7 separate regions of the Mus musculus genome follow, and regions 2, 3, 4, 5, 6 and 7 are each linked to region 1. The links are chromatin contacts, called in public Hi-C and HiChIP or PLAC-seq maps. All regions are on one chromosome and are shown on one strand. The core of a region is the stretch at or near the end of the contact, and the rest is flanking DNA. Distances in the headings are between cores, read along the strand shown. Region 1 overlaps Disc1 (disrupted in schizophrenia 1). Region 2 holds the start of Map10 (microtubule-associated protein 10). Region 3 has its middle 35 kb from the start of 4930567H12Rik. Region 4 overlaps 4930567H12Rik (RIKEN cDNA 4930567H12 gene). Region 5 overlaps Sipa1l2 (signal-induced proliferation-associated 1 like 2). Region 6 overlaps Sipa1l2 (signal-induced proliferation-associated 1 like 2). Region 7 overlaps Sipa1l2 (signal-induced proliferation-associated 1 like 2).

Region 1 (3,512 bases), core at 401-2,900:
TGTGTGTGTGGTGTCTATGTGTGTAATGTGTGTGTGTGGTGTGTGTGTTTAACAATAATGAAAGTCAATGCTGAAGGAGGTAAAATACCTGTATAATTCAATGCACTGAGGGGTCAAGTACAAAAGTAAACATGACAGCGTCTTTCTGAGAGATGGGTACTGATCCTTCTACTAAGAGCACCCGACTTTCCAAGTTGCAATACAACACTGACATCTACAAATATGTTGGGCAATGTTCATAGCCTTCCTGAGCTCACCCATGGGCTAACAGATCAATAACACCTGCTAGACAAAGACACCCCCATGCCTGGGCCAATGGCTACTTCATGAGTCTCTCAGTGAGCGAAGGCTCAGTTGCTATCCACACAGTTACCTGATACATGATCTAAAACAACCAGGGGGTCCCTGGTATCTGCTCAGGAATGCTTAGGGGCCAGATAGCTATGGAACCTATGGTCTTGGGTTACCAGGGTGGCAGGCAAAGGTGTCTATTGAATAGATGCCATTGGGTGACCTAAAACATTTGAGCATTGCTTGCCATCCCCATGACCCCAGATACCACACCACTACACACACACCACACACACACATACACATATCTTCACATACACACTGACAGACATGCACACATACACACATACATATATACACTACACCTTCACACACACACACACACACTGAAACACACATGAACACACACTAAAATACACATGCACACACACACACACACAGAAACATACCATATAACTAAGATAGAAAGGGGTCATCGTTGGTGCCGGCAGTGGAAGGATCTATGAGGAGGGAAGGAGCCCCATGTAGAGGGGGTGGCAGAGGGTCTGGAGTTTAGGAACTCACTTCTCTGCCCATCCTGGAGCTCAGCCAGTGGCACATGGCTGCCTTCAAAACGCTCTACTCCCCACGATGTGTGATGTGTGGCATCTTGAGTTTGAGTCTGTCCCATCTTAATCACAGCCACCTATACAGGGATCTTAGAACTCGGTGGGCCTGGGAGAACCCTCCCTGAAGCCCAGTGACAGACTGTGACAGTGGATTCTGAAGTCTCCTGTTCCCCTTCCAAAGACAGTCTAAGCCATGTTGGCAATGTGAGGGTTAATGGCCACAAAGACAAGTCTTTACTAAGCCACACCCACATTAGGTCACACCCCTACACTAAGCCACACCCACATTAAGCCACACCCCTATTCTCATTGCTGCCTCACCTGGATTCCTACTTCAATAGAAATGATCATCCTCTGGGAGGGCTTAAAAATCTTTGTTCCTAGGGCCAGCAGGATGGCTCACATGCATGTGCCATGTCACATGAACCCCTACATATATACACCCCCCCCCACACACACACACAGGTCAAATAAGTAACTTACTTTCTAAGAAAATCTAACAGCACTGTAGGAGAGGAAAACAGCCAGCCAGTGGGTCACACAACAACAACAACAACCATGAACTGCAGGGCTGAGTGCCTGAGACCCAGCGTCCTCAGCCTTTTACCAGGCTTGGAGATGAATTCCTCCTGCCCCACAGCTCTGCCAGCAGCCTAATTAATTAAAGCAATCAGTTTGGGGTTCCCCGCGGCTGGCACGGGAGCTTTGAGCTTCTCCTTGGTGCCTGGCTCATGCCTCTATTATTACCTTTTAAACGCAGCTCCAACCACTCACTGTACAGAGTCCTCTGTACAGGGAACCTCAAAGGCATCGACCCAAGTCTGTGCCGAACAGGAGCCGCAAAGGCATCTTCGTCAATCTTTCTTTAAATCTTCACTTCCTGCCACAAGGACAGGTCAATTGACGACCAACTAGACAAGTGGAAAAGCAATGTAAGGTTCTGAAAGAGGGTTTAAATAAAATATCCCTTGTCATCAAGCCTGTTAAGAAGATAGATGTCTCAAGGCAGGTGCGCAGAGGGTACAGGACCCGGCACAACCGCTCAGAGCCAAGAGCCAGGATGGAGAGGATGCTCAAAAGGCATGCAGCTGTGCTGATGTATCTGTTACTTTATTCTGTGTTTTACAAGAGAAAGATTGAGTCTCTCAAGGTGACAGACGAGCTCCCAGAATGCCCCTCTCTTGGAGTTTCTCTGTGACTGGCTCCCAGCAGCAGCGAGAGCCTCGGCTGGTGAGCTTCACCACAGCGCCCTCTTGTGGCCATAGTCCGGGTGGCGCTGCTCCTGATCCCTTCCTGAGAGTTCACTCCTGGCTCTAATTACAACTTATTTACAACCCTTCTCACTCCTGGTTTTAATCACAACTTAGTTACAATCCTTCACCCGGGTTACAAGGGGAGTCCAGTCCGTGCAGAGCACGGTAGCTCGGGTAGAGTTGTGTTTTCTTCCCTTTTTTTTTTCTTTGTAGTTTCCTACCATCCTTCTTCCTGCCTCTTCTTCTAAGATCTGGCTGAGAAGCCAGCAGCCAGGTCAGACTTCCCATCCTCTAAGATGGCATCTCCCTCCAGTGGCCCACATCTTGAGAAGATCCTGTATATAACTTCGGGACAAAGGGACCACTGGCCCAGAGCTGCCCCTCACCCGTAGAGGTTCTGTGCACTGTTTGTAAAAGAGAGACTGGATCACAAGGGGAGGTGCCTGAGGAACGCAGAGCTGTGAGGAGGAAGCAGAAATTCAGTGTGTGTGGCCTGCAGGGCTAGGCAGGCATGCCAAGCTGTGTACTGCTATGCCAACACAAGTATATATTAGGTGAAAAGATAACTTTCTCTTGAAAGATTCATCATCCTTAGTAGTATTACTCTTTTAAGACATCCCAGTGCTCACTGGACTAAAGATTCTTGGTCTGGGCAGTGGTGGTGTACACCTTTGATCCCAGCACTCAGGAGGCAGGGAATCTCTGTGAGTTTGAGTCCAGCCTGACCTACGTAACAAGCTCTAGGACAGTCAAGACTACGGAGAAAGACCCTGCCTCAAAAGGAAGTTATAACCGGACAAAGACTTGATCGACCCCCTTCTGTGTGAGTCTCTGGGATCTTTTCGCTCTGTCAGCTTCCCTTACACGGTGATAGAGACACAAGCCAGTGTGGAGACGGTAACTGGCCTGTATGCTCAGGGTGCTCAGGGGTCTTTCCAGACATGAAGACTGAGAGTAGTAAATATGCTTCAGAGGCAGACAAGGAGTGTCACACAGACTCAGTTCTGGGAAAGCTTACTGGGCACATACACAGAATGTTACTCAGGCATTCCCTCCGGGCTGGAGAGCCAGCCCAGCAGAGAAGAGCACCTACTGCTCTTGCAGAAGACATGAGTTCTGTTCTCAGTATCCGGATCAGGAAGCTCACAACCACCTATAATTCTAGCTCCAGGGTTTCTGATGCCCCCTTCTGGCTTCCATGATACCTGAACTCACGTGCTGGAGAACTCATTCATTCTCTCTCTCTCTCTCTCTCTCTCTCTCTCTCTCTCTCACACACACACACACACACACACACACTCTTAAACTTAAGATAAATCTTTTTTAAATTTCCTCTTACAAGGAGCAGGGAAACTCGTGA
Region 2 (3,512 bases), core at 503-3,002, 490 kb before region 1:
ATTGAAGTATCACTACCTTCCTCAAAAGACCCAATGGAGTCTAAAGATTCATCCCCGGGCAGCTGTGGTGGCAACTGGCTTTGAACTGCCAAGCTTGGTAGTTTCCCATTAGAGTCTGTTGGTGTATCTGCGGGCAGCTGTGGTGACATCTGGCTTTCTGCTGCTGAGCTTGACACCTTCCCTTTCCAGGAGGGGATTCGCAACTTTGGCCCCACAGCTTGTATCTGTGACCTCCTGTACTGTTCTCTCTTTTCATGTACAACCAGCATGTTGGGGTTTGTCTGCTGTAAACGCAGTCTCAGTGTATTTGTTAAGCCATACAGCAGCCTCCCCTTTGTAACCTTTGGTGGGGGGCTGCCACCGATCTTTGGATGTTTTCCTTTAGGGTTCTTTTTAGACTGGGGATTCACCAACTTTTCATTTTCTCGCACAGAAAGCTTGTTGCTCTTTGATTCCGACGGGGATGTGGACTTGGTGGAAGGGTCTGGCCCCTTGTCTTCACCTCTGTACAACCAGGCTAAATGGGGATGCACCTGGGTGGGGCTTGCCACGGGCTGGTTGCACAGCAAGGACAGCTCAATCAATAAAGCATTCAATAGTGGCAGCTGTCTTATAGCATTGACTGGACTTTGTTCAATCTGAGGAGGACACGGAGCTTCGTTCGCTTCTCCTGGACCCTGAGTCTGAGGAAGATTTGGAAGCACAGGAGGGCTCTCCTGCACTGCAGCTCTTGTATGTTTCACTGGCCTTAAGGGAGGACTTACGAGTTTTGTTTCGGGAAAAATGTCATCTAGATCCTCAGGTTCATTTCTCTGAGGCTCAATAGTGATTTCAACCCTGGCTGAAGGAGTCTTTTCCTGAGTCAGGTGAGTGTAATACAGTGGAGGAGGGCAAAATGTGTTGGTTTCAAAGTCCAGTTCTGTGACATCCTGACTGACAGAACTGACAGTTTTCCCACTGGGAGCGGGTGAACAAGGGGCAGAAGCCATGTCCCCAGAGCTAGCCTTACTGTGTAAGACCGCTTCTTCCCAGGACTTCTGGACAACTGAGGCGTCTGAGTCCCCTGCAGACCAGCTGTTGGTATCCTTGGCACATGGCTCTGAGCCCTCCAGAAGGCGTGCATTTGAGACACACTGTAGACATCTGGCAGAGATGCCTTTGGTGCATGGCTTCGAGGTCTCCTCGGTTCTTGGCTCTGACACCTCCAGGGCTTCGGAGTCCAGGATACAAGCAGGGCTCAGAGGGCCTCGCAGCTGCGGAACCCCCGGGGAAAAGCGTCCCAGTTCGGTCAGGCGATAGAAGAGCGCCAGCTCCCCAACACGCTCGGCCTCTGGCCCGCGCAGGGCGAATACACCTCGCTGGCCCAGGGAGGGGACCAGCAGGATGTCGCAAGCTCCCACCAGGCCGGGCGCAGAAGTCGGGCCCACGGGCAGTTGCAGCAGGGCTGCGCGCAGACGCGGGCGCCGCAGGGCGGCAGGGTGCAGGCGCAGTAGGCAGGCCTTGCCGCGCCCGAAGCTGATGGCGCCGCGCTGGGGCTCCGGGCCAGGAGCGGCCGGCGGGAAGACGAGCAGCGGCGGGAAGTCCAGCAGGCGAAACGCCACAGCCGGGCTCGCGGCGCACGGCGACAGCCCGGTCTCCAGCCGCACCCAGTCCACGAGCAGCTCCAGCGAGAAGAGCCGCCCGGCCGCCGTGGTCGCCATTGCTGTTGCCCCGGGCGACGCCGCCAGCTCGCTCCGCCAACCGGAAGCGGGAGCGAGGGTCACGTGACCGGCCGCGCCCTCGCGAGACTTGACTTCCGGCCCCGAGTGCTCTTGGGAGTTCTTTTGCCTATGGGGTTTTGTCGGAGCAGCTGCGTGATGCTGAGGGAGTAGACGCGCTCAAGCAGCACTCTCTCTAAATTTTATATAAATGAATATAATTTCTATTTTATATTTCATCACCGCAGGTCCTACGTCTTTAGGGATCACGTACCGGAAGTAAATGGGCCGCCCTGCCCATTTAGGCCTCAGAGCCTGCTGACCACTGCTCAAGTCAACCTTTTTTGTGGTTGCTGTGCATCTGTCAGAGGCTGTAGCTTCTGTCACCGGCTCCTTCCTCTCTTTGTCCTCTCACACAATGACCACTAGTAGGCCATCCTGCCCTCACCGGACTTGTGGCTTCTTGAAGCCTCAGGAGGTTTGACCTCAGCTTCCATCGTGACCACCTTGCATCGCCCAGGTGTAGGGGAACTCTCAGTGTATTGGGACAGTGCACCCTAACACCCACCAGAGCCCTCACCTCCCACCCTGACATCTGACCACCCTGGTGTGTCTTCAAAAAGACTCTGTTATGTTAGTTGATGCAGAATTCCCTACGGATGGGAACCCACTAGCTTCGGGTCTTTACTATATAATATGAGGGGCCGGGGGAGAGGGATCATGTACTATCCTAAGGTATTGAAAATGATGGGTCAGGGCTGGAGGTGCAGCTCAGTGGAAGAGTGCTTGTTCACTGCATACAATCTCCAGTACCACCGCCATGAGAGCGGAAGAAGTGATTGGTTCAGTTAGTAGGCAAATGGCATTGGTACATATGTCTGGGAGGAGCGGTGAGTGAAAGTAGTGTCTGCCACTGGAGATCTGTAGTGCACAAGCTACGCACAGAGGAATTTAGCACCAGCCCATTTTACGATTTTACATCTCAGATCCAAGTTCAGAAGCTCCACAACTTCCAGGGTGTCTCGAAGATTCCCAACCCTGGTCTCTCATATAAGACGCAGATCAGGAGTCTCCCTTCCTATTTATTTGATCTAAGTCAGAGCTCACAAAGACACGTTGTGTTGGTCTCATGTTGTGGGTGATTCTGAGGCAGACACAACCCTTGTGCTTCTCTCTCTCTCTCTCTCTCTCTCTCTCTCACACACACACACACACACACACACACACACACACACACACACACGTCACTGTCTCACTGTCAGGATGGTAGCACAGTCACAAGGATAGAGTAGAAAAACACATATGCAGTCATATAGTCCTGGCTCCCTCAGTTACACCATCAAGGGAAGGAGGGAAGCAGGTGACCAACTATCAGCTGTGATGCTCCACCCTCCACAGGCACCAAAATATGCTGGGTTCTTACCAGCTTCTTGTTGGTCTTAGTCCTCTTGGTAACCTCATCAGTTAGGTTGCATAGCAACAAGTGTTCAAGCTGCAATAGATGTTAGATCTTCCTGTCTTTAGTTAAGTGTGGAAAACTAGCAGCATCCATGTCAAAAACATGGCTCAGGGAACAAAGACCATCAAACACTCAACAGCAGAGAGGCAAATTCAGGGCCTCTCTGGAGGTTTATTCTGTAGAATTCACTACAGCAGTAAACAGTTTATTCTGTAGGAAAATCAGCCTGATGTTTGTTTGTCTTTGAGACAGCAGGGTCTCCTTTGCCACCCAGGTTTGATCTTGTGATCCACCCATCACAGCCTCCAGTGCTAGGATCACAGGCATCAGCCCCCAAACCTAGCTTGGCCCAACCT
Region 3 (3,512 bases), core at 485-2,984, 440 kb before region 1:
GTGTTTGTGTGTGCATGTGTGGCTGTTTGTATATGTGTCTGTGTTTATGTGTGTGTCTGTGTATGTGTGTGTGTGTTTATGTGTGTCTGGTCAGAATTTGCAACCAACTCTTCTCTTTTTTTTGCTTCCCTTCCACTTGAGTGACCAGTAACCCAACCACTAACACTATTCTCTAGGATTATATTCATTTTGAAAGCTACCTCAAATCTATTGGAGATCAAGAATTAAGTGTGCTAGTAACAGATAATGAATACAATGAAAGTGAATCGGAAGGCAGCCTGCGGTACTATCCTGCCTGTCGGGCATGCTTCCAAACTGGAGGAGAACTTGGTAGCACTTCTAAAGACTACTGAAGTCCAGAGGACCCTTTAAGGCTCTGGACGACTGATGGGGATGCTGGGAGAGCAGGAAGTACGGCCACATGCAGGAGGCCGGAAGCCTAAGAATGAGGAGCTGTCAGGCCCGGGAAGGAGACGGATGATGGTGAAGGCTGACAGGAGGACGAGACAGCAGAAGGTCAAGAAGTGGTTTCTCAGAAGGGCCAGTGTTGTGGGAAGTGCTGAGCATTCAAAGCATCCTTGCTTCATTATTTCTAGAGCAGGAGAGAAAATGGTGGGGTCAGAGTGAGCGGCAGAATGTGTAGGTTCACAGAGGTCACTCACGAGGTAGCAGTCATCACCCACAAGGTCTATGGCATTATCTCCTGTGGGAAGAGAAAATGGGGCTTCTGCCTGGAAAGCCAGAGTCATAGTACTGTAGTTCAAAGCACCTCCAACAAGCCTGTCTGGTCTGGACTGAACCTGTGGCCAGATGGACAATCACAGACACGCTAACCCTGGAGGGCATATGTCAGTTGTCTGACACAAGACAGATCCTCCCATAAAGGAGAAGCAGGAAGTCAGTGCTGGTCTCCTAGGCAGTCTCTGTCACAGATCACTGGCTGCCTGCTGGATTGTGATGTGCGCTCCATTGGCTCAGTGCTGTGTGTGCTCTGACGCTGCAAGCACGAGGGGCACAGGGCTTTCAGTGTCCCCTTCTCCTGCTACCTGCCTCTTCTGGGCACAGACCTGGATCCTGGCTTTAGCCTTCTGACCCTACTTCTTCTATTTCTGTCTCCTGTTTTAGATAGACTGTGTGGTAGTCCACGTGACAAGTGACAGTTGCCAGGGCTGAAGGGACCATCTCTAGGGACATGTTTTTATTCAAAGTCCCTTACCTGTGACAGATACAGTCCTGGTAACTTAGCTGTGGCCAGGTTAGACTTGTGTATACCCTGAGGAGCTGTTTATTTCTGTTTTGTTTGTGTTTTGTTTTGTGAGAAACATCCTTTGGATTGCCAGGTACTCATAACCCAGAGACCATGACCTGTGCTCCTTCCTGACTTGCCATTCCTACTGGCCCTCAGCAGCCAGCACCCCAACCTCCAAGGCTAGGCCTTCAGCCTCACAGAGGCCACAGCGAGCAAGCAGCAGCAATGCCGGGGAAAGGTGAGACTTTGCCAGTTCTATGGCTGAAATCTAAGTGGGAACCTTATGAAGGGGAAGACAGGAAGCCCCTGCCACTCCGGTGAGTCTCTGGGTGGCTCTGTGAGTCCAGGAAGTGAAGAGGGCTCCCTGTACACAGCTGCTTATGCAATGCATTGGATTATGAGCTCAGCAGGGGCCAGAAGGGGCGCATTTGCAAAAGGAGACATCAGCTCCTCCTGCAGACCCAGGAGGAGGTAATGCTGAATCATGCGCTGTGACTCAGGAGCAGCCATTAGCTGGCCCGGGAGTGGACAGAAAATGAGTACAATTGTGTACTCCTTCCAGAGAGCTTACAAATGAGGGCTGGCAGCCCGGCTGACAGATCTAGGTCTGTTACTGAACACCGGAGACGACCTGCCTAATCACGATTTGGGAGGTTTCAACAGAGCAAGAGAAATGTTTCCACCCAACAAACCCTCGGACGCCACAGCAGGACAGAGCAAAACTCCATTAAGGGGAGGCAGCTCAATCAGTAAAATGCTTGTCCGCAACCATGGGAACCCGAGTTTGGATCCCCAGCATTGCAGAAAAGGTCAGGTACAGTGTTGTTGGGAACCTGTGATCCTGCCTACCAGGGAGACAGTAAAGAGAGTCTCCTTAGGCTGGCAAACCAAGCAGCCTAGCTGAATCAGGGCACTCCAGGTTCACTGAGAGATGCTGCCTCAAAAATAAGTAAACAAACAAACAAACACGGTGGAGTATGAATAGGGGAGACGGGCCCTGGACCTCTTGCTTCGCCACGCGCATGCGCAAGTCCTGCCTCTGACTCAGCCTCTCTTTCTGCTCCCACACTAACGCAAGGACAAGGACGACAAAGTCATTTATTGGCTCTGGTTTCATTTGTTCTGTAAACAGAGCAGTTTCCTAAGGCGACTGGTTTAATAGATGTTAACTCTTTCGTTGACCATCCCAGATCTCAGAGGCACAGGGGATCTTGGCTGAGCACGGAGAGAACGCTGTGTGTGTGTGTGTGTGTGTGTGTGTGTGTGTGTTGGGAGGCGGGGTGGGAAGGAGTTAGGAAAGGGAGAGACCACCACCAATAAACCAGCCGAATAAGTCAGAGGACCACCTGCGCTTTCAAAAGTGTGGGATGCCACTGTGACCTACACACATCCTTCCTCTTTCTGTGGTGGATTGATGTGAGAGGGACCACCTCACTGTGGGCAGTGCCATGCCTGGGCTGGGTTCTGGATGCGCTAAGAAAGCAGGCTGAGCATGCCTCAGGGAGCAAGCTAGTAAGCAGCACCCTTCCATGACTTCTGCCTCAGCTCCTGTCCCCAGGCTCCTGCTTTGAGTTCCTGCCCTGACTTCCCTCAACTACAAGCTATCAGATCAAATAAGCCCTTTCCTCCCTAAGTTGCTTTTGATTGTGGGGTTTACAATAGCCATAGAACCCCTAAGACAGGAAGTACTGAGAAACTATGTAAAGAGAGGAACCAGGACCTCTAAATGTCGATGCACGTTATCCATGACTTCTGAACGGGATTTGCAGGAAAGCAATGGGTGAGAATCTGTGACAGGTTCAGATGTAAAATAAACCTCACAGACTTGTACATCTGAATACTTGCTCCCCAGTTAATGGTCTTGCTTGGAAAGGCTGAGCAGTCTTTAGGACACAGGCCTAGCTGAGGGGGGAAGTAGTGAGGGAATGGCTAGATGCATACAGCTCGCCCAGGTTCAAGGGTTTATGTCTGAGGTCTCTGCTTTCTGATGTCATAGGACCAACTACAAGATCCATAGCCATAAGGGATTTGTAAAAACCATTCTTACCCTTGGCGACACTGGAAGCTCAGGAAGTCCTTCCTTCCTGGGCCCTGAGGGATAGATGGCTGACTTGGTAAAGTGTTTACTGAGCTTGAAGAGCCGAATTCAGCCTCAAGAACCCGAGCAAAAAGGTAGCACTGTGGCATGTCCTTGCCACCCCAGAGCTGGGGAGTCAGATAGGTGGATCCTGGGGCTCACTGGCCAGCTAGTCTAGTCTCATTG
Region 4 (3,512 bases), core at 501-3,000, 420 kb before region 1:
GAGTAGGTTTGGACTCTCACTCACATATGTGGAGACACACAGAGGTATTTTGTTTTGTTTTATTTTTGAGTGTCAGTAGAACTATGTGCCTGCAATCCCAGGCCTGGGGAGGCAGAGCAGAATAGGATCCCATGACTTGTTGATCTGCCAGACTAGCCAATTGGTTAACTCTTGGTTCAGTGAGAGACCCTGTCTCAAAAAACCAGGTGTCGAGCAGAGTTCAGAGGAAGGCACCCTACATCAACCCCTGATCTCCACGTGCCCACACACACAAACACTCACAATACAACATTTAAAATAAAAATGAATCGAGCTATGAGCCAGGCTCCTTTTCTGTGTCTTGAGTTGTATGTCTCACTTTCAGGGGCTTAATTTAGTTACTTCCAACATCAGAGTCGGATGAGCCGCCGTTGTCCTGGAGTGCTCGGTCAGTTCTGTGACTGAGGCTGTGACACCTGGGGCAGCAGAAACTAGCTGCGATTTCCATCAGGGTAGAGTTGCCTTGCCCTTTCTACAGCTTGAAAATCAAAACAATACTTGCCTCGCCAGGATGTTATCCGAAGTCTATAAGGGCTGTTCAACAAGATGACAACTAGCGCTTGTTTTAAAACCCTGTAATGGTCTCAATGAAGGATCATTCTCTAAGGAAAAAGTTATTGGAATTGAATTGGAACGTGCCTAGCTCTGGAACTGTGACTGAACTGATAGTCTCCACCTGTGCGTCCACCAACAGTCCCCGCTGGCTGGCTACTCACCGGAGAAGTTTTAGTTAGTTCTAGGAGACCCAGTGTGACAACATGACATTCAGTAGGAAAGCAAACCTGTTCAGAAGCAGCAAGTCTGAGCGGTCAGTCTGCCTGCCTTCTTTTCTCCCTCCCTGCCTTCACAACTTCCTTTTTCTCCTCAACTCTATTCCTGTATTTCCTCTGTCAGCCCCCCACTCCACCCGCCACGGGCTCCTAGATGAAGTACAGACAAACACCCAGACATTTCCTTCAAGATCTGGGTCAAAGTGACCATGCTTTAGATGCCTTATAACCCCCCTCTCCTTAGCCTGTCTTAGGAAATGAATTGATCTTATCATGTGGCAAGGGAGCTGGTGTTGGAGTCCCCTCTGCGCCTCTCCCTTTCAAGGTCCCACCAAGCAATGATAACTAGAAACAGCAAGCGAGCAATGCCACCTGGATCTTGTCTGGGCCTCACCCTGGGTATGGATTGGCTGCTGCTAAAGCCGTAAGTTATGGCCACAGTTGTCTTCAGAGACCTTTCTGTAACTTCCCTGCTCAGACCACCAAGTATGTATTAGAAACTCTAGCGGATCCCTTCATGGTCACCAGACGATACCAAGGAAATTGGGGGCCCCTCATGGGGTTCTGTGGTAAGGTTGAATGGCTGTGATCTTGTCGGCTACTGTCCAAACCATACTTTGTAGTACTTATGTCTCAGGAGAGGGCTGGCAGGCTCTGTGGATTTTAATCAGTTGGGCGTGTGGTTAATATTGATTGTCTTGACAGGATTTAGGGTCACCATGGAAACAAATCTCCATGCATGTCTGTGAGGGATTATCTAGATTAGGCAGCTGAGGTGGGATGACCTATCCTAAAATACAGTTGTACCATCCGTGGGTCAGCATCCAAAACGGAATAAAACAAGAAAGCGACCTGAGCTCTCAGCTCTCTCTGCTTTCTGACTATGGACATCATGTGACACTATTTGGGGGAAGTTGTGGACCTTTAGGAAGCAGAGCCTGGCTGGAGGAAGTGTGTCACTGGGGCCAGGCTGTGAGAGTTTGTAACTTCAGCTCACTCTCTCTGCTCTGTGTGTGTGGTTAACAGCACGATCGCCTGGCTTCTTGACGTAGCTTCCTGTCGCCATCTAATCCCCCAACCCAATATCATGGGCTCTCCCGCTGGAACCCTAAGCCAACATGAGCTCTTCCTTACCTGGGTCATAATATTTTGTCACAGGGATAAGATGCAAGTGATATGGCTCACAGGCATCGGGGAGCGGCCAGTAGTAGAAAGTAAAGACGTGGATGAAAATAATAGAAAAAGAGAGAGATGGACATGAGAGTGGAAAGGGAAAGTTTCCGAGTGACAGCAAATAGAACCCAGATGATAAGCCCAGCAGGCAGCGAAACTCCTGATTGGATGAGTGCTGGTAAGCCCTTTGGGCAGCGCAGCTCCTGATTGGATATGTGCTGGTAAGCCCCTTGGGCAGCGCAGCTCCTGATTGGATATGTGCTGGTAAGCCCCTTGGGCAGCGCAGCTCCCGACTGGGTGTGTGCTGGCGTACACCAGTGTGCTAGTCATTTATAAATGGTGCCAGGTTTCCTGGAAGTCAGTCCGTCACTCAGGTGAGAGTCATTTAAAAAGACAGAAGCTAAACATCGATGCCACATGGCTCCTGGAGGGACGGCTGTCTAGAGTGGGGTGTCCAAGTGCTTCTTGGACGTATCCATGGAGGACCAGTTGTGGACACTTGTTTATACAGCAATGCTGGTGCTGTGTCAGCACTCAGTCAAGAGAGAAATGGAGAACATATATCCAAATGGAGAGAAGAGAGCTGGTGTGACTGAAGAGCCATCCTGGGGAATGTGCTGTACTTTTGTGGAGAGAGACTTTCAGATGGGAACTAAAGCACTTCTTGCGTTGGATGTTCTTTCCATGGGCCTGAGGGGGAGGATGAACATGGGTGGGAATGTGTGCCTTGTAAGGAAAGGCACCCTTGCCCTACACAGCCCTTTGGGAGCCCTTCAGCTGCCCACTGGGACACCCGCTCTGGCATTTTGATAAATCTTTACATGTGCAAATTAACTTCTTTCCAACTAATTACTTCTTTACTTCAAAGAACAACTCAGAAACTTGAGACAATCTCTTCAAAGACTTAACATAGAAATAGATTTTTCTTTCAGTAGCCTTGTCTCCTGCAACTCAGAGCTGAACACACAAACTCCGGGCTTCTCCAGGAGCCGGGTTTGTTTGAACTAGAACTCCAGTGGGAATCATTCAGTTGATTCTTCCTCCTCCGTGGTGCAGCTCATTGTTTCCTTTCCATACAGTCTGAACTACCTTGTTCACTGTTTATCGTTTATGTACTTATTATAGCTTAGTTATCTAATATGATGGTTTGGTTGTCAATTTGACAAAATCTACAGCAGCTGTTCTCAACCTTCCTAATGCTGCAGTCCTTTAGTACAGTTCCTCCAGATGTGACATACCGCCCCCCCCAAAAGATTATTTTCATTGCTACTCTGTAACTGTAGCTTTGCTACTGTTAGGAACCACAGTGTAAATATCTGTATTTTACATAGGAGTCGGTGGGCCTCCTAATGGGGTCGAGACCCATAGGTTGAGAACCACTGCTCTAGCATCTCCTGGAGAGGAAGGTTTGATGGGGGTTGGTCTGTGGGAGAGTCCGTGGGATGACTGCCCTGGTTACATTAACTAAGGTGGGAAGATCTACCCACTTCCTGGGAATGGATCTTGGATTGTACAAGAGTGAGAAAAATG
Region 5 (3,512 bases), core at 727-3,226, 360 kb before region 1:
GTTCCATGAGTGCTAGGGTCACACAGAGAAACCCTGTCTCCAAAACAAAACAAAACAAAACAAGAGCAGCAGCAAAGAGAAGGACTTCATCTTTGGCTCTTTGCCACTGACCCCCTTGGAGCATTTAACCCAGGCCACATTTGCCAGGTATACATCTGCCCCCTACAGCAATGGTGCCTGTGGGCTTCAGGCCGGGTTGATTATTAAAGGCTTGTAGTGGTCAAGGTTCTGAAGGGTCTTTATGTAAAGTCCTGGAAGTGTGTAGCCATGCTGCAGTGCATTGTGGGAGATTTTGATGGGAAGGAAAGGATGCCCACCTGTTCCTCAGAAGTCTCGCATGGAAGTGAGGGTCTAGATGCTCGTCAATTCCACACACAATGAGTGTCAGGGACCTTGGGTCCTTGTGTCTTCAGGTTGGTGGCTCAGTGGGGAGAACAGTTAGTTCTAAGGCAGGTTTCTCTGTCCTCCTTCTCCCTCGGAGGTGTCAGGGCCACGCTGTAGATGTCTGCTCTCTAACTTAGGATATTATCTCTCATGAAATTATGCAAATACGTAGTCATAGACAAGAAATACAAATGTCAGTTTCTGACAGCTGTTTCAGTCGGTCACCCCAGTATCATAGGTCCTGAATCCCAGAGCACTGGAAGCTCCCTCTTCTATCGCTCTGTGTGTGTGTGTGTGTGTGTGTGTGTGTGACTGTGCGTGTGAGACTGTGCACGTATGTGCAGGGGTGGAGGTGGGGGGTAGGGTGGTGATTTTGCCTTCAGGAGATCCTCCTACCTGAAACAAGCCAAGTGAATGTTTTTAGAGTGTTAGTCTCTGAGCTTACCATCTCCAACCCTCCCACCCTGCGCCTGTGCTGTGATTGCTTTGGGGTCACCCCCTGTTCCATATGTCATCCATAAACTCACTAGCGCCCCAGGGTGGACCTTGGTGTACTTGTACTTTGATTGACACTGGAGTCCTATAAAGAGGGTGTGGGTGTGGACGCACGCCTTTAATCCCAGCACTCGGGAGGCAGAGGCAGGCGGATTTCTGAGTTCGAGGCCAGCCTGGTCTACAAAGTGAGTTCCAGGACAGCCAGGGCTATACAGAGAAACCGTGCCTTGAAAAAACAATAAATAAATAAATAAATAAATAAATAAATAAAATTTAAAAAAAATTAGGCTTGGTACAGGACGTGGTAATGCACACCTTTAATCCTCTAACTTGAGAGGTGGAAGCATGTGTATCTGAATTTGAGGCTAGCCTGGTCTGCATAGAACATTGCAGCTGACCAGGGCTACATTTTGAGATCCTGTCTCAAAACAGAACCCCACAAAACCAGGCATATTACTTTCCTACTCTCTTAGGGAAGGTAACTATAAAAGTTGATCCTATAATTGTTTTCAAATTCTGCTTAATATAGCACAAGAATGCAAAGAGACGACTGTTGCTGATTACCTTACGGTAACTGTCCGTGCTGTCCATGTGACTGTGTTACTTCTCCTTCCCAGGGCACAGGTTTGTGCCCAGCGTCTGGAGAGCTCTGCATATGTGCGAGCAGACCCAGCAGTTTTTTGTTTTTCTGCTCACTGAGGTACTGCCCTGCAGTTTAGCATCTGATAAGTCTGAAGCGGGCTCCAGGGGAAGGGTTTCTTATCTAGCATAGGAAGATAAGTGCTTGGCTGGTGGCTCGTTGAATGTTCTTGGGCATGCACCTTTGCAGAACAGGGCAGGATTGCCCAGCAGTGGGCCTCCAGCTTGTGATGTCTGGCAGAAATCCTGGTAGTGGAAGACCCAGGCCCTGCTGCTGGCAGAACTGTATTTGGCACAGCTCTGGCCAGTGCTGTGGGGAGACAGGGTACAAGGATGGTCTCCAGGTTCTGGGGAACTCTGCCCTGTGTGCAGAACCAACCAGGCAGCTTCCCCTGATGAGCACATGGAGTTGTACGCCACAGGCTGTGGGTTTCCTCAGATACTTGGGACGGTATACAGAACATAGTGCAACTTCCCCAGATGCTAAAAATGTTCCGCTCGCAGTTCTTACAGGTGGGGCTTGTCAGCACCGTGCAGCCTCGGGTCTCCTGCCTGGGTGGTGAGCCTGATAGGGCATAGGGATGCAGGTAAGGGAGGTGCAGGGCATAGGGGTGCAGGTACGGGAGGTGCTAGTGGATCATGCTCCGTGGTTGGTCCGACTGAGCCCATAACAGCACAGGCTCGGAGACAGGGTGGGAGTGGGGGTGCAGCTACAGAATCTGCTGTGAGACTGTAGCCATTCTAGTGGAACAGTCAGCTTGCTAACAAGTTGTCAGCTGTAATGTGTGACACCGCTCCTCTCCCCCCCCCCCAGCCACTGCTGTTAATTTACACAGTGTATAATCTGAGTCTGAAACCCCCTTCTGCTGCACCCCAGGGCTTAAAGCACATTCCTAATGTCCTGTTTCTGAGCAGAATCAATTTTTTTTTTTTTTTTGTTAAGGGAAGAAATGTGATCAGAGCTGGTGGATTTTGGGTCATCAAGGAAATTGCACAATAAAGCAAGTACAGAGTTAAATTTAAACAGACAGGCTTCGCTTTATGGCGTTGGAAGGTCTTTTCTTGGGGGTGGCTAGTCTCTAGCCAGACAGTAGCCTGGTTCTGTAGACGGTCTTAGGAGTGCTCAGGATAATTCTAGGTCAGACAGACTTGCAGTGGAGTTGTCCTGTGGCCTGGGCCAGCTCTGCCTGGTTTACTTGTCCCTTCACAGGTTAAACTCCTAGCTCCCCGAGATGATGGTTTTAGGAGGTGGCTCCTTAGACAAAGGTGGGGCATGAGGGGTGAGTCCTGGGCATGGGATTAGTAACCTATGAAGGAGATCTCTTCTACCTCAGGCCTTGGAAACAGCATGTATCTTTCATGACCCAGAAAGTGGGTACCCCCACCCTCTGCCTCTGGCTTTGTCCTTAGACTTCCAGCCTCCAGCACGGGCTATCTCATGCTACTGTTACAGCAACTGGGCTGTCTCATGTTGTTGTTACAGCAACTGGACTAGACTGAGATTTCATATCACACTTATGTGTTTATTATGCAGCACGCATGCCTTAAAGGACTCCAGGGGTCTCCAAGATGGCTGCAAGCTGTGCTTTAAAGGAGTGCCACACACAGCGACAGTGTGAGCCATCTGTTGTGGACACCCTGTGGTCAAGGTTTCATGGAGGGCACAGAGGTTGCCCATGCTTTCAGAGGTCAAGGCATAGTGTTAGCTAGCATTCTGTGTGACTTTGTTCAAGGCTCCATTTTCCCTGTACAGTCCACACTAGCCTCTCCTGCTGGACCATGCAAAGCAGTGTCCAGCTTGCCATGACTTCCACATCGTCTTGTCACCTCTTCAGGCTGAAATCAGTTCTCTCTTGTCATCACCAAGACTGGTGGCCCCTGACCCATGCCCCTCTGCTACTTCTCCCTTACTTCTCGCCTTCCTGCCCCCAGGTTGCTTCTCCTGTGGCCTCTATCCTGGTACTTGCCCTTCCTACCCCATTTCTACTTGGCCA
Region 6 (3,512 bases), core at 429-2,928, 300 kb before region 1:
TTTTACAGGATGTCAGTAGTCCAAACGTCCAGCTGTGACAGTCTTTTGTAAGCAGGCACCCCTGGTCCTATGAAGACAGCAGCAGTTTGGCTCAGAGAATAGTCCCGCACGACACACTGGGACCCAAATAACGCAGCACTCGAGGGGCAGCTTTGGAGGAGGAAGGACTTGTTCTGACATGGTTGCAGAGAGTCCAGGCCATAGCCAAGTGTCCCTGTGTTCTTGGGGTAGACATGGGATCATGTCGTGCAGAGAATTTTTTCATTTTACAGTGCATAGGGAGGGCTAGACAGACGGTCAGGGATTGGGTATCAGTTGTGGTGACACAACTTCAGTGACCTGCTCTTCCGGCAAAGTTCTACCTTGTAAAGTTTCTAGGGCCCTCCATAGTAGCACCACCAGCTACAGACCCGTTGTTTAGCATGAGCCTGTGGGAGACGTTGAAATCATCCCAGGCTTCAGGCACTGCCGTGGGCCTTTCTGCTTTAGAGCAGCTTCCTCGGTACCCGTCACCTGGACAGCTCTCACCAAGGGCATGCTTCCTCCCCTCTGACATCGAGCTTTATTTAAACTTTACCCCCTTACTAAGTGTCCTGTGGTTACATCCATCCTGTGTTGTCCTCTGTGTCGCTCCTTGCACTGTGTAGCTGGATAACTCTGTGGGTTCCCCACCATTCTCTGCTCTTGCCTCGTTAATTCATAGGCTGGATATGCCCAAGTCCCTGCTGAAAGAATTCTGAGTTGACCAGATGTGTGTGGCTCACATGAGCAGGTACAGAGTTAGGCTTCCTTCTGCCGTTGTTCGGGACATCTTTCATATAGTATAGAATAAATTATTTCCACTTTTCTCTGTCTGACCATCTGTGTGCGACACAGGCTTTGTCACCAGAATGCTCCTTTCCCTGTTCCCAGCTCTCCTGTTTGAGTTCAGTCCTTGTCACAGGAAAGCCCAGAACCTCTGACTGACACCCCCATGTCGTGCCCTCCCTTACGTAGGAACTCTGGAAAGGAAGAAGACAGCTAGTTGCTTTTGGCTTTCGAAAATGACCTCAGCAAAACATGCTTCCTCCCCAAGACTTGTTATAGCTAGAAGCTGGCACATGAAATCAAGTCTGTAAGTGGCTTAGCATCCAGGCTGAGTGCTGGAGAGTTGGGCCTTCAGGAGGAAAGGTTCTCAGGTCCTAGTGTGCAAAAGCTTAACAGCTCCCACTCAAGTGCGTCCATCTCACCTCCAGAGTGTGTATGAGAGGAGCCAAGTTTACTGCCCCTGACTGATGGCACCACTGGACTTGTTAATGGCCTTGGAGTCTGTTGCAGGAAGTGATTTCTAATCTGGCTTTTCTGTCACTTGTGTAGACCTCTCTCCAGTGACCTCTGCCCTCTCTGATTGATGATGGAGACACTGGAGAGCTTTGGAAGCAATGCTCTCAGACTATTTAGGTTGGTAAAGAAATAAGTTAATCAGCTCCCAGAAATAGCTTGTGTGTACACACCCTGGAGTGTATGGTAAGGAGATGTAGCCGTGCTGGCTGGCAGTGCAAGACTCTTGGATTCATTTCTGACTGGGGGCTAGGCCGAGGACCTAGGAAGTAGCTGGAAATCTGAGTTCTAGACTGTCCTGTGAAGCCCACAGAATAAGGAAATGCACCAAAGGCCCTGGTTTCTCACTGGGAGGAAGCCTGGGAAGCCCAGCTGAGGGGGAGTGGCCTCAGAGGAAAGCTGCCAGGCTTCAGTGTAGAGGAGACTCCTGCTTCCTCAGGGCTACTTGAGATATAATTAAGAGCAGGAGTCATTAGGGACCAGACATTGGTGGCTAGAGTCCTGAGGATTCAAGTGTAGAGACAAGCTTAACCCCAGAGCCTCAGGGGTGTGTTTCAGAGAGGATGAGGCCAACAGCTGTGAGCCCTTGCTCTCCCTCCCTCCATGCTCTCCCTCCCTCCATGCTCTCCCTCCCTCCATGCTCTCCCTCCCTCCATGCTCTCCCTCCCTCCATGCTCTCCCTCCCTCCATGCTCTCCCTCCCTCCATGCTCTCCCTCCCTCCATGCTCTCCCTCCCTCCATGCTCTCTCTCCCTCCATGCTCTCCCTCCATGCTTTCCTCCATGCTCTCCCTCTGCCCACTTAGCTTCTTCCCTGCTGCGATGTTGAAATACTCTGACAAATGCAACCTTAGGGAGAAAGAGTCTATTTTAACTCACAGATAAGTAGGATCTATCATGAATGGGAAATCTGGACAGCAGGAGCTTGAAGCAGTCAGGAAACAGAGAGGAATGAGTGAGAGCCAGTATCCAGTATGTCCACTCCATTTTACCCAGCCCAGGAGTGGTCCCACTCACAATTAAGATGGCTCTTCCTATGTCAGTTACTGTAATGAAGACTGTCCCCACAGGTGTGCCCACAGGTCAGTCTTTCAGCTTGTCAGGTTGACAGTGCTTGCTTCAAGCTCCCCTCCCCTCGCTCCTTCCCTGCCTCACTTTTTCTTCCGTCTTTCAGTTTCCCCTTTCCTTTCTCCTTCCCCATCTCCTTCCTATATAAAATGGCATCTGACAGGACACATTTGACTTTCTTCAGCGGTGGAGGCAACTTGGAAGAAGCAGGGGGCAAGAGAGTGGCATGAGGCTCCCTCGTGGTGGCAGTGGCACTGCCCAAACTAAGCTGCTCCAGGGGAGCCTCATATTATCTGGGTTCACGTCTTCATCATCTCCCACAAGCCCCCACCCAGCTCCCTTCTCTCCAGTGCTTGCCTTCCTCTGCAGCACTGAGAATGAAGGATGCTGCAGTCAGAGAGTTTCACACTGGGTTGGAGCTGGAGGTGTTTGTGCAACGCTTGCCTCCCATGCGCAAGATCCTAAGTTCAGCAGCCAGTCTAATAAACAGAAATCCTGCACTATCCACCCCACCTCAACACCACGTTCCTATTTAGTGTCTGGGAACTCAGGAACTACCCCTTTGCCAAGGCTGAAGTGCCCGTCTGTGGAAGTCCGTGCTTAATAACCCAGGGCTGTGAAAGGGCCAGATGGAGAACATTAGTGATTCCTAGCCCACCCAATGCTGTCTTCAAGATGAGCTAAGGATTCAGGGACACCCTGCAAAGGACTTAGAGTAGTGCCTGTCTCACCACATGGGTGTTGTGCATTTCGTGTGTGTGTGTGTGTGTGTGTGTGTGTGTGTGTGTGTGTGTGGTCTTCTCTCCTGAAAGAGGCCATTACCTCTGCCACACCCAGACACAGAATTAAAGGCAGCACTTTGTTTTGATGGTTAAGAGATGAGGAGAGAAGCAGAAGTATGGGTGTATGTCTGGTGAAGCTGCCACCTGGCTCCACACACACTCACCCCCCCCGTGTCACTGATGCTAGCCTGGGGGCTAGGGGAGGGGCGTGTCTTATGAATTCCCTGAACTCTCTGCTGAGTCAGCCATGACTTTCCTTTGAGTTTCATGTCCCTGCCTTTTCTTCCCATTTTATAGAGTCGGTGACTAAAAGGGAGTAGGGCACTGTTAAATTCACGAGGGTG
Region 7 (3,512 bases), core at 732-3,231, 280 kb before region 1:
GTGGCACTCAGCCTTAAGGTGACACCACTAGGTCTGTCCAACCTCTGCATCCTCAGCAAGAACTGCTGAGAGTCATAGGTGAGTTTCAAACCTTGACGTTTTACTTTCGTGTGGTTCTTTTAGTACAGGTGTGTGGGCTCTGGTGGCCATGCAGCTTGTGTCTGTCTCCATCCGGTTAGTCATGAGGCAGGCCCCAGAGTTTACCTGCTGGGAGGATGCAGGAGGCTGAGGTCAGGGCCCTGCTGTGTGGTCATGGGGAAGGAAGGAGTCCTAAAGTTCCTTTCACATCTGCACCACAGGGACCCTGATCCCTCAGAGTACTCAGAACTTACCAGCATGATTAGTGTTTGCTCTACATTTCAGTTGAGGGGGAAAGACGATTGCTTTAAATTCGCTCAAGTTTCTGTCACTTTTTAATTAATTTATTCTTCTCTCATATATTACATCGCAGCTGCAGTTTTCCCTCCCAGGCCCCTCCCCGCTGCTCTTCCCCAACAAATTCCTGTCATATCAAAGGGGACATTTTTATGAGGACAGTGCATTGGCTGTATCTACCTTCTGGACTCAGGACACAAAGGTCTCCTTTCTCCTCCCTCATAGGGGCACACGCCTGGTCGCATCTGTGCCATGCCCAAGCTGCATGCAGCTGCCACACACTTGAAGCATGGCTGAATTTTTCACTTTAATTAAATCAGCTTAATTAACCACAGGTGGCTCTAATGGCCGCCCCTTTGGGGAGCTCATCCCTAAATGGGGATCTTTTAGAAAACAAACCACTCCGCTCTGTGTCATCTTGGTCTCGGTGGTTAAGATGCCAGAGTTTGTAAAGTCTGTTAGATTGAACTTACTTAGCACTGGCTCCCAGCCTGGTGGGTTTGTTTTTGTGATGCTGTGGATAGAACCAGAGGCCTTGTGCACACTAGGCGTGGACTCCACCCTTGAGCTCCAGCCCTAGCCCCCTGGTCTTTCAGTGGCCATGTTTCCTACATTTGCCAATAGGTTTATAAAATAAAGGTTTAAAAAGAGCTGAAATCCTTCTTGGTGTTAAAGGTCCGACTCCTGTAAAGCCCTCACAAGGAGTTTCTCATAACCTCACATTTCCAGACTCTGCCCATTAGACCCTACCGCCTTGTCCCAGGACCCCATGAGCCAAACTTAAGATAAAGAAGCCACAATGGAAGATAAAAAACTATTTCATAAAACAAAAGTCAAATTGAGTAAGAGCTAAGCTTCCTCTCGGCCTTCCTAGAATAGAAGCTGACGTGGCCTGTAAGTGAACGTCTTTGACAGCAACTTTTAAGGGCATCTGTGGTGGGAATACAGATGTGTGCCTCCTCTGTCAGCAAGGGTCAGGTCTTCAGTTTCTCCTGGAGACAAGACAACTGCAGAGATGAGTGAAAACGTTTCCAGACCTGATATAGGTTTGGTCTGCTGTTGCTCTGTAAGAAACTCTAGAAGCTTTTAAGAACGTTAGATAATAAAAATAGTAACATTCTCATTATGCCTGGTATTTTGAGCACATGATTTCAAAGAATAGAATTTCCTAAGGAATATTGAATTGTTTTTCAGCTAAAACAAATAAACAAAACTACAGAGTGGATGTTTTTGCTGCTGTCTTTTCCTCAAGAGCATGTTTTTCCTCCAAAGAGGCTTTCTTATCTGCCTGGATCTGCCTATAATTAATTCTTTGTTTTAAGTGCAATTGAAAATAGCCAGGATATTTATTCAGAGACTTCGCCTTTGTTGATGCCCTTCCCAGAGCACACAGTCTTCTCCTTACATTGCTCAGCTGCCCTCTCTCTGTTCTCACCTCTGGGGAAGGAACCAACCCAGCACACATCAAGCAGGACTCTCCATTGAGCTTTTTTAAAGTTAGTGTTTTCATTCTTCCTGATTCACTTTCACTTCTGATGGGGATGGGCCCTGAGAATGGTATGTGCTGTAGTCAGAAGTCCTCTGCCTGCAGCCCTGTCACACCAGCTCTTAGCTATGCAGGAAGTGCTGCTCTGGGTGTCCCAGCCATGCCCCAGTACAGTCAGGCCCTGTAGTACTCTGTTATGTTAGAAAGAGGGAGTTCATGTATGTGTCTCACACATGCTCCTGTGTGCATGTTGCTAGAGGCCTCAGGAATGCTAGGCAAGTACCAAGCTGCTTTCCCAGCTTACGTATGCATGCACATGCACACCAATAAATAATAAACCTTTTAAATAAAACTGAAAACTCTCTTTAAGGGCAGCTTACATTGGTTTCATGGTCCTATAGTTAAGGATACAGGATTTGCCTGAGGCTCTGACATCACATTTGATTTGTGGTGTGGAAAATTACCTCCATCTTCTTTCATAAATTGGCTCTTAGAGCCTGTCAGGAAGGAAAGGAGTTAAATGAGCAGTTATGTGCATGTGCACACATCTGTGTGATTTTTTACTATGTAGTGGGCCTCTGTGCAAGTTCTATGAGGGTGACAGACACGGCAAAACTAGCTAATTATAAGGAATCTTACCTCAGTGCTGTGCCTCTCTGAATGAGAAAGTGCCTCATTCATTCATAGATAGATAGATAGGTTGATTGATAGATAGATAGATTAGCTCAGTAATACTCTTACAGGATATCAGTGAGAAATAATTTGAGAACCCATCTGCTTCCTCCTGCAGCCTGAGGGGCCTTCAGGTTAATGGGCACTTCTGGCTGTCCTCAGGTCAGTGATGCCTGCCTGGTTCCACCCTTCACTACAGAGTTGACTGAAGTCTTGTGTGGAGCTGGTGTGTTTGTGTGAATCAAAAGCCACGCCTGCTCTGAAGTCATTTCTGAGCCTCAAGGACAGTCCAGCTGCCTGCCTCCACCCTGCTCCCAGTTGAAAGAAACCAGGGCCACTTTTGGTTTCTTGATGGAGTTGGTGGGGGAAGCTCATTAAGGAATCTCCTGCTGGGCCAGGACCCTTGAGTAAATTCTAGCCCATCTCGGGAGCGACCCGGAGCACCGGGGATGACTCTTCAAATGGAAATGAGCTGAGGAATGGGCTCATTCTGGCTACTGGGCCGGAAGTGCTGCCACTCCCTGGGCTGCCTGATTAAGGTCTTTCTGACTGAGATTACTAAGTAGGTGCAGGGCTTGCCAGGAAGTATGCAGACCTGAGTTTAGATCCCTAGGCCCACAGGAGAGCAGCCCTGGGAGGTTGGAAGCCCAGCGTTCCTCTGGCAAGACGGGAGGCAGAGCTAGGAAGCCCCAGAAGTTCAGGGCCTGCCAGTCTGCTGTGCATCAGCGACCCCCGTTTCAAGGTGGACCGTGAGAATAGACACCCAGGGTTGTCCTGTGACTTTCATATGGGCACCGTGGCCCACATGCATCCACCCACCCACATTTACACACACAAAGTTGTTGGGTTTTGGTTTTGTTCTATTTAAAGATCTTTTTCTGTTTTTCAAAGATCAGGCCCCACCCCTAACCCTCGCATTCAGTCAGTGACATTTTAGGGGAAAGGCATCCTTCAAAGGCCGCTGTCTGAGAAGTAATGA

The links. A called contact is a pair of places that touch in the nucleus more often than the background predicts. HiChIP or PLAC-seq counts read pairs in DNA pulled down with a chosen protein or histone mark.
Region 2: a Hi-C map of bone marrow-derived macrophages shows a contact between it and region 1, with 22 read pairs. The contact joins the promoter of Map10 here to the enhancer-like site in region 1. A contact is called at or near these places in 12 of 39 promoter capture datasets (the C10 cell line, the HPC-7 cell line, cranial neural crest and 6 more), 3 of 15 datasets of contacts at CTCF or cohesin (the NIH/3T3 cell line, large pre-B cells and stem cell-derived epiblast-like cells), 3 of 484 Hi-C or Micro-C datasets (bone marrow-derived macrophages, cardiomyocytes and embryonic stem cells), 12 of 115 datasets of contacts at active chromatin or transcription factors (bone marrow-derived macrophages, cardiomyocytes, craniofacial prominence and 5 more) and 2 of 9 other capture datasets (embryonic stem cells and macrophages).
Region 3: a contact with region 1 is called in an H3K27ac HiChIP or PLAC-seq map of microglia, with 6 times the contacts expected there. The contact joins two enhancer-like sites. A contact is called at or near these places in 2 of 15 datasets of contacts at CTCF or cohesin (both in the NIH/3T3 cell line), 2 of 484 Hi-C or Micro-C datasets (the N1E-115 cell line and cardiomyocytes), 3 of 115 datasets of contacts at active chromatin or transcription factors (the NIH/3T3 cell line, embryonic basal ganglia and microglia) and 1 of 9 other capture datasets (embryonic stem cells).
Region 4: an H3K27ac HiChIP or PLAC-seq map of microglia shows a contact between it and region 1, with 6 times the contacts expected there. The contact joins two enhancer-like sites. A contact is called at or near these places in 2 of 15 datasets of contacts at CTCF or cohesin (the NIH/3T3 cell line and large pre-B cells), 2 of 484 Hi-C or Micro-C datasets (the N1E-115 cell line and cardiomyocytes), 4 of 115 datasets of contacts at active chromatin or transcription factors (bone marrow-derived macrophages, embryonic basal ganglia, embryonic stem cells and 1 more) and 1 of 9 other capture datasets (embryonic stem cells).
Region 5: a contact with region 1 is called in a Hi-C map of bone marrow-derived macrophages, with 31 read pairs. The contact joins two enhancer-like sites. A contact is called at or near these places in 1 of 39 promoter capture datasets (hippocampal neurons), 1 of 15 datasets of contacts at CTCF or cohesin (large pre-B cells), 17 of 484 Hi-C or Micro-C datasets (the C10 cell line, the G1E-ER4 cell line, LSK cells and 12 more), 18 of 115 datasets of contacts at active chromatin or transcription factors (bone marrow-derived macrophages, cardiomyocytes, craniofacial prominence and 11 more) and 1 of 9 other capture datasets (embryonic stem cells).
Region 6: a contact with region 1 is called in a Hi-C map of bone marrow-derived macrophages, with 31 read pairs. The contact joins two enhancer-like sites. A contact is called at or near these places in 12 of 39 promoter capture datasets (the 3T3-L1 cell line, the C10 cell line, cranial neural crest and 8 more), 5 of 15 datasets of contacts at CTCF or cohesin (the NIH/3T3 cell line, embryonic stem cells, large pre-B cells and 1 more), 5 of 484 Hi-C or Micro-C datasets (the N1E-115 cell line, bone marrow-derived macrophages, cardiomyocytes and 2 more), 2 of 115 datasets of contacts at active chromatin or transcription factors (the NIH/3T3 cell line and embryonic basal ganglia) and 3 of 9 other capture datasets (adipose tissue, embryonic stem cells and macrophages).
Region 7: a Hi-C map of bone marrow-derived macrophages shows a contact between it and region 1, with 38 read pairs. The contact joins two enhancer-like sites. A contact is called at or near these places in 5 of 15 datasets of contacts at CTCF or cohesin (the NIH/3T3 cell line, embryonic stem cells, large pre-B cells and 1 more), 24 of 484 Hi-C or Micro-C datasets (the C2C12 cell line, the N1E-115 cell line, bone marrow-derived macrophages and 13 more), 10 of 115 datasets of contacts at active chromatin or transcription factors (cardiomyocytes, double positive thymocytes, embryonic basal ganglia and 3 more) and 1 of 9 other capture datasets (embryonic stem cells).

The regions. Positions count from the first base shown.
Region 1 is chr8:125,182,734-125,186,245 of GRCm38.p6, reverse strand. The region is part of intron 9 of Disc1 (disrupted in schizophrenia 1); the gene reads right to left. Among named protein-coding and RNA genes, the nearest start is that of Disc1, 130 kb to the right of the region's middle. Within about 2 kb of position 1,650, at least 30 of the 459 cell types and tissues checked have an H3K27ac peak or open chromatin away from gene starts, as enhancers often do. A contact at or near this core is called in the N1E-115 cell line, adipose tissue, bone marrow-derived macrophages and 2 more, where this site is marked.
Region 2 is chr8:125,668,058-125,671,569 of GRCm38.p6, reverse strand. Map10 (microtubule-associated protein 10) reads right to left here and starts at 1,752. Exons shown (of 1, transcript NM_028908.3): 1 at 1-1,752. The coding sequence starts at 1,700.
Region 3 is chr8:125,617,918-125,621,429 of GRCm38.p6, reverse strand. No RefSeq gene overlaps it. Among named protein-coding and RNA genes, the nearest start is that of 4930567H12Rik, 35 kb to the right of the region's middle. Within about 2 kb of position 1,734, at least 149 of the 459 cell types and tissues checked have an H3K27ac peak or open chromatin away from gene starts, as enhancers often do. A contact at or near this core is called in the N1E-115 cell line and microglia, where this site is marked.
Region 4 is chr8:125,598,474-125,601,985 of GRCm38.p6, reverse strand. The region is part of intron 2 of 4930567H12Rik (RIKEN cDNA 4930567H12 gene); the gene reads right to left. Among named protein-coding and RNA genes, the nearest start is that of 4930567H12Rik, 16 kb to the right of the region's middle. Within about 2 kb of position 1,750, at least 33 of the 459 cell types and tissues checked have an H3K27ac peak or open chromatin away from gene starts, as enhancers often do. A contact at or near this core is called in bone marrow-derived macrophages and microglia, where this site is marked.
Region 5 is chr8:125,541,830-125,545,341 of GRCm38.p6, reverse strand. The region is part of intron 1 of Sipa1l2 (signal-induced proliferation-associated 1 like 2); the gene reads left to right. Among named protein-coding and RNA genes, the nearest start is that of Gm51602, 13 kb to the left of the region's middle. Within about 2 kb of position 1,976, at least 32 of the 459 cell types and tissues checked have an H3K27ac peak or open chromatin away from gene starts, as enhancers often do. A contact at or near this core is called in bone marrow-derived macrophages, cerebral cortex and microglia, where this site is marked.
Region 6 is chr8:125,487,172-125,490,683 of GRCm38.p6, reverse strand. The region is part of intron 3 of Sipa1l2 (signal-induced proliferation-associated 1 like 2); the gene reads left to right. Among named protein-coding and RNA genes, the nearest start is that of 4930566D17Rik, 33 kb to the left of the region's middle. Within about 2 kb of position 1,678, at least 10 of the 459 cell types and tissues checked have an H3K27ac peak or open chromatin away from gene starts, as enhancers often do. A contact at or near this core is called in the N1E-115 cell line, adipose tissue and bone marrow-derived macrophages, where this site is marked.
Region 7 is chr8:125,460,165-125,463,676 of GRCm38.p6, reverse strand. The region is part of intron 10 of Sipa1l2 (signal-induced proliferation-associated 1 like 2); the gene reads left to right. Among named protein-coding and RNA genes, the nearest start is that of 4930566D17Rik, 60 kb to the left of the region's middle. Within about 2 kb of position 1,981, at least 97 of the 459 cell types and tissues checked have an H3K27ac peak or open chromatin away from gene starts, as enhancers often do. A contact at or near this core is called in the N1E-115 cell line and bone marrow-derived macrophages, where this site is marked.